2 separate regions of the Mus musculus genome follow, and region 2 is linked to region 1. A link is a contact called in public HiCAR-type data. All regions are on one chromosome and are shown on one strand. The core of a region is the stretch at or near the end of the contact, and the rest is flanking DNA. Distances in the headings are between cores, read along the strand shown.

Region 1 (3,396 bases), core at 345-2,844:
CTAATATACTTGCTTCAGTGAAGACAGAACATAAGTTTATTGTTTTAAAAAAGGGCCACTTCCTATATATTGTTAATTAAACACTACCTTTCCATGCAATATGTGTTTTTAATACCATATCATGGAGCCTTCCTAAGTAAAGAAGAGGAAATCCACTGTCTGTTTTCATAACTGAAAATTTTGTACCTGTGCTACCTGATACTTGAAAGTACCTGTGGGAATCTAATTACCAAACACATCTCAGATATTATGATCATGTTACACAAGAGGGAGAGAGAGAGTGAGGGAGAAAGGGGGCATGAACAATGATACATCATATGAGACTGAAGCATCTGCATATACTCAATTCATAATTATTTGTAGACAGGGATAGCTATTGCTGCTGAGGAGAAGGATAACTCATAATTAAGATGTAAGATGGCTTGGACAGTCTCCTACTACCTCTTACCCAAAAAATTAAGTGACAATTATGGTATTTGTTCATTAACAAATGTGAGGGGAGAAAATTAATCAGTCAAGTAGATAAGAAAATATAGAATTGTCTTTTTAAAATGCATGCTGTTCTAGTTTAAAAGATCACTTAGTTTTTACTTAGGAAGAAAAATTACGTTGTATTCTTCTCTTCTACAGGAAAAGATTATGTATAGTTTTAAAACAGAAAGACAAAACAGCCTCAAAACAGTATGAAGTTAGTACTAGTTCTCCTTTTAAAGTGACAAAGCATGGTGGAGAGGATGCCCAGTGTCCTTCACTCTGTACTTTCACTGTTGGGAAGACAAAGGACCAATTTGCTAGTAAGTACAATTGGCCCACAAGCCTACTTTCTTGCTGCTGGGTGAGGCAATCTCTGAAGGTGTAACTAGTATGAAGGAAAAGGAAGGCAGGCAAAAGATGAAGAAGCGAACCAAGTGAGTTCAGAATGTTTGCTGGTTTCCTTGATTGTGGAAGCCACCAAGTCCTTCTCCTGACTTCAGTGCAAGACAAACAAGGAAGGAACGGTTCTTCTGGTTTTTCTTGAGAGCTGGTTTGAAAACCACCAGACTGAGGCAGTTTTAGCCTGAGCAGCCAAACCCTGCTGGGAACCATGACAAACTTACCTGGGTAATTCTCTCTGCCTTGCCTTGTTCCTTACTCACAGCCTCTAGGCATCAATCTGCTCCTGAATGGCTAGCCTCAGCCCTGCCTAAAACCACAAAACTCCAACTTTCTCACCATCTACATTTCACTGGCAAGCCCTTCCCGGGAGTCACAGCTCCCCATGACAAACTCATTACTGTCAAAGGCTGGTTTCACCTTCACTATACATGGCTTTCTTCGCTTGGTGTGTTGAATTGTTTTGTTTACTTAAAAAAATGCTACTGGCTGGATGTGCCCTATCCTTAATTTTTACAAAGCTTCTGCTCTAACATCTTCGCTGCTGATTTGTTTTCCTTATGTCTACACGTGACTGAAAGTGGTCTCATTCACCCTTGGGTGGGTTTCTTTTACAATCCTCAGCGATGCCCTAAAGGGAATGACTCAACACAAAAGAGGTCCTTTTGTTATCTGTTGTTCCAGGGAATGAGCCTGAGCCACAGCAGGATTAACAAACTGGGTTCAGGTTGTTATCCTCCACAAGCCAATTAAAGAGAAAGGCAGTGGTAGGAAGAAGAGAAAGGGCACTGCTTAAATGCAGAATGTCAGAAAGAAGAATGAAGAAGCCACGTTACCATAAAAAGTCCATCTTTGAGGTAATAATTAAAAGAAAGGACCCAGATATAGCTGTCTCTTGTGAGACTATGCTGGGGCCTAGCAAACACAGAAGTGGATGCTCACAGTCAGCTATTGGATGGATCACAGGGCTCCCAATGGAGGAGCTAGAGAAAATACCCAAGGAGCTAAAGGGATCTGCAACCCTATAGGTGGAACAACAATATGAACTAACCAGTACCCCGGAGCTCTTGACTCTAGCTGCATATGTATCAAAAGATGGCCTAGTCGGCCATCACTGGAAAGAGAGGCCCATTGGACACACAAACTTTATATGCCTCAGTACAGGGGAATGCCAGGGCCAAAAAAATGGGAATGGGTGGGTAGGGAAGTGGGGGGGAGAGTATGGGGGACTTTTGGGATAGCATTGGAAATGTAATTGAGGAAAATATGTAATAAAAAATATTTTAAAAAAGAAAATAGTTAGAGAATTAAGTATTTATTTATTTATGGATATACTGTTAAGGTGAGAAATATCCAGCATGTTTTAGTAGTCAGAGACATTGCTTGGAGTGCAGTGTTAAGGGTTTGTCTAAAATTTACATCATGTGGGCCTTTGGGAGTGAACTCAGGTTCTGGCCTTGGTGACAGTCATACTCACTGAGCCAGTTTAAAAATTTTTGAGCATTAACAAAATCACATTTGGGTCTTCATTTTCTGTTATTGTTAACTATTAATGATAAATACAATTTAAATTTTTCTAAAACCTCCTTTGATTAAAAATTATCAAAATTTACAGGAAATACCAAACTTTATAATTTAGGAAAACTGTTGTCTTATGTCTGCAATGAGTGTTGCTTCACGTAAACAAACTGTACTATCACGACAGTCTGTAAGATACTTATTGTCCTTTAAAATACTTGATTTAGATGATCAAGTATCTCTCCTAAATCATTTAACAAGAGATCTTTGTTGTATTACTTTCTTTCTTTTCTTTTTTTAAGCCTCAATTTACAGAATTAATATTTTTAAGTTCTAGGACCAAAGCATTCCACGCGAACAGAAGCTCAGCACTTAGGTCTAGCTGAAGGGAAGCCTGCATAACTTTTTTTTCAGTCTTAACTGTGTTACTATTAACCATAACATTCCTATATTTTCTTTTAACTGCTTTTTTCTTCAGAGAAAAAAGACACAGAAACAACAGCTCTTGTATATTAATAGACTCTAAAGGTTACCCCCCAGACACATTGACATATTCACACACACTGTCAGTTCCTCATGCCAATAACAGTAGTGGCAAAGTACAATAAGTTCAAAAGCACAATAAAATGAGGACGTGGCCAGAGGCTTGTGCTAGGTTTCCAGCCATCCTCAGGGCACATCACTGTTGTCTTGTGCTACTTTGAGGAATATAAGTTTACAAAAAGACTCCTCAGTGCAGTTCCCCCTAGAGGGCACCATTATAGACAGACTTAATATTTTAATGGCTACACAATCACAATAGTGATATCAACAACCCAAGGTCCCATAGATCCCTGACAACTTCAACAGACTTCTAAATTCTAAATGACCAACAGACTTATAAATGTCTTTTCTGACACAGGATGATTACCCAAACTGTTCAACAGGATTAAATTTGCTACGAAGAGCTTCTCAACCTAAAATGGTCTAGCCTTTTTGTTTTTATCCTTTCTTTCTCTCTCTTTC
Region 2 (3,396 bases), core at 579-3,078, 73 kb after region 1:
TTTAAGAATAACAGTTACAGGTATGTAAGTACAATGTCCGATTATCTCCTCCTGACACATTTCTCTCGATTCCCTGATGGGAAGAGTCATATGAATCTGTGCTCAGGGGAGATTGCCTCAACATTTGTCAGTTCCTCTGGGGCTAAGGTACAATGAAAACTGTTTGAGTGGCTGTGAAGCTGGCCTCAGAGGTTCATGTAGTCTAATGGAGGGGAGGGTTCAAAACATTCAGGGAGCTTTTTAAAAAGCCCACTGTTAGAATGTGCCCTGACCATTCAAATCAGGAACGTGACCCACATATGCAGCCAATACTCAGAACCAGTACACACTTAGTAACAGTGGGCATGAGGATCACTAGAGCCTCTACCTGACAGGATAGACATTGGAACCTTAGAAATGCTACTACACTGTGTCCTTGACCCACACAGGGTAACCTATGTTTCTCTCTGTCTTTCACTCTGAAACATTTTGTAAAACATTCAGTAGTAATCATATGTTCAGTCATTATAGAATTAAATACCCATTGAAAAGGCTTCTTAAAGCTACAGGGAGGCCACTGAGTGACTTCAAAGCTAGAAGCCCTGGAATGGACTTCAGGACCCATTATGTTTTCATGCTAGCATTGGGGGGTTTGTTTGTTTGTTTGTTTACACTCCAGATTTTATTCCCCTCCCAGTCTACCCTCTGACTGTTCTACATCCCCATACTTCCTTCTCAACCCTTGTCTCCACAATGATCCACTTTTCCCTCTCAGATCCCTCCCTCCCTCCCCCATTGTGATTGCTTTCTTCTCTTTCCCAAGTGGGACTGAGGTGTCCTCACTTGGGCCCTTCAGCTTGTTGCCCTTTTTGAGCTCGGTGGACTGCATCTTGTGTATTCTGTGCTTTTGTTTTTAGCTAATATCCACTCATTAGTGAGTATGTACCATGCATGTCCTTTTGGCTCTGAGTTACCTCACTCAGGATGATACCACAATACCAGGGGTGGCAATACTGAGGGTTAGTCTATACTACTGTGAAGTCAGGAAATAAAGTAGTTCCCAGATAAGCAACCCCTTACCACTTATGGGAAACTGAAGTTTACCTCACAAAAAGACTTTATGAACACTATGTAGATACTGCTGACCTGAAAACTGAGGAGGAGGTACCATCCAATTATTCCGAAGTTACCTGGGAAGTTTTGGCCAGCTAGGAGCATCTGTTTTTGTGATGCATGCTTCTGTGGAGGAGAAAGTATTAAGATTTCCAGGAGGGAGGACTACACCCCCATCTTGAGAAGCTAAGGTTATCTAAGTGAAGCAAGTAAGAAATGTCTGGAAAGAAAACAAACCAAGAACATGAAACAAGGTCATGTTTTGTTATGAGCGGGGCAGTAGTGTTGCATGAACCATAAACTGCCTAATATGATAAAGAAAAAAGTACATGATGAGGCCAGAAAGAACAAGGTGGGACGCTTTTGGGAGCATTGCTGAGTGAGATGAAGGCTTATGGTTGAGAATAGAGCTGGATGGAGAACTTTATTGAGGAGAGCCTGCAGAGGGACTCAGGGGAATGGCAGGATGCTTGTGTACACGTGAAGCAAGAAGTAAAATTTGTGGGATTTCAGGGCTGTTCTGTTTGTGGCAGGGATGTGAAGGATAGGAGGTACAAAATGGTTAGTGCTAAGATGATGGTTTGTCTCAAGATGTGGAATTTGAAATGGGTGGCAACAAACATTTAGAAACAAAGGCCACTGACCACATGAGGGCTTGAGGTGACAGTCTTTTATGGAGTGCCAGCTGTGTGGCTCAGAGCTGCCTTGGTCTTGGCTTGTTAAGTTGCTCCAGTCAATGTAGAAAACAAAATGGAAAGGACCTCGCCTTCCTCCTGTTTCCCTATCTGACTCATCACACTGACAACTGGGATTAGTGCTTTTGTAATGCAATTGTTTCCGTAAATCCCCACTCATTGTAAACCAGACATGACAAAGAATAGTTTTCCATCCATTTGCTGCTCCCCTCAGTAAACCAGAGGCCTGTAAAATGCTGGGGCTTCCTTGGGGACCATAATGCACTTCAGATTAAAAGTGGAAGGAAGGTGAAGCATTTAAATTAATCGCCAGTGGAAACCCCAACCCACTTGTTATGGTCATCTGCAGCTCACAAACTCTCTCTCTCTCATGTTGGCTGAAACCAAGAAACATAAAGATGCTAAAAACGCAGGACAGAAAATTGGACTGAACCGTGTGGCGTTCACCTCTGTCCCCACTGATTCCCCACCTAGGAATTCTGTCTAGACTTGGCTTCCAGGCACATTCCTCTGGCTTTCAGTAGGCAGAGGTGTCTTACTCCTGCAATGCGCACACGATTTTAAAAGCACTAAGAACAGGCTTGCAATAAGCCACTGCCTTCTAAGGGTCAAATCTCACTGCTCCAACTGTGACCAGGAAACACAAATATATTCCAGATCACTCAGCCCACAGGTGCTGAAGCCAAGAGCTGCAAATCCCATGTGCAGACTGGCAGACCTTTTTCTCCAAGTCTCCAGATGTACAGGGGATGTTTTATGTACAGGAAGACAGAGGCTACACAGTGACAGCTGGGCTTCAGAGAAAAAAGTATGGACATATGCTTAGCTCTACCACAAATCCCCCAAATTCAAGCCACCAGCATAGGAGGGAGAAGGGGAGCAGCCTGAGGGATTTTGTCTGTGCGTGCCTCCCAAAACCTTGAGTGCTTCTTAGATGTCAGACATTTTCTAAGGATATTTCCCCTACTTAAGGCAGAATTATGTACACTGAAGAAGCACATTTCCCTCTACTTAGAAGTCAGGGGGCAACACAAGAATTTAGAGGACCATTACACCACTTACTTGTCCCTGATAGATGAAAAGCAATTTATGACTTACATTGTCATATTCATCTTATTCACACCATTTTCAAAAAAAAAAGAAAGAAAAGAAAAGAAAAGAAAGAAAAAGAAAAAGAAAAAGAAAAAGAAAAGGAAAAAGAAAAAGAAAAAAAGAGCTAGAGAGAAATATATTCTTGGAAGTGGGTTTCACAATGGAAACAACTTTACCAAAGGAATGTATAGAATGTACAGCTTAGCCCTTCCTGGTCTTTGAGGATCTGTGAGAATATGCCATGGAGATTTCCCCATTGTAGAAACGCAAACAATGTTATATGATGATTATGGTGAGGGTAATGAGGACAATGATCATGAGAAGACAATGGACTTTGGGATATATTGAATAAAGGTAAAAGATTCTGAAAATGCAGAAGAATCCAGAATAGTGAAATGAAGGGAAAATTCAGGAATCCTGAACAAGATATGACATCAGACATTCTTCACTCAGAGATACTCAATGAGTCTTTAGCCATAATATTATTGACCATGATCTCTTCTGATATCAAAATCTA

The links. HiCAR-type assays count read pairs that join an accessible place to other places.
Region 2: a HiCAR-type map of embryonic stem cells shows a contact between it and region 1, with 3 times the contacts expected there. The contact joins two enhancer-like sites. A contact is called at or near these places in 7 of 484 Hi-C or Micro-C datasets (granulosa cells, liver, nephron progenitors and 1 more) and 2 of 115 datasets of contacts at active chromatin or transcription factors (both in embryonic stem cells).

The regions. Positions count from the first base shown.
Region 1 is chr13:16,695,352-16,698,747 of GRCm38.p6, forward strand. No RefSeq gene overlaps it. Among named protein-coding and RNA genes, the nearest start is that of Gm31711, 440 kb to the left of the region's middle. Within about 2 kb of position 1,595, at least 17 of the 459 cell types and tissues checked have an H3K27ac peak or open chromatin away from gene starts, as enhancers often do. A contact at or near this core is called in embryonic stem cells, where this site is marked.
Region 2 is chr13:16,767,758-16,771,153 of GRCm38.p6, forward strand. No RefSeq gene overlaps it. Among named protein-coding and RNA genes, the nearest start is that of Gm25020, 440 kb to the right of the region's middle. Within about 2 kb of position 1,829, at least 17 of the 459 cell types and tissues checked have an H3K27ac peak or open chromatin away from gene starts, as enhancers often do. A contact at or near this core is called in embryonic stem cells, where this site is marked.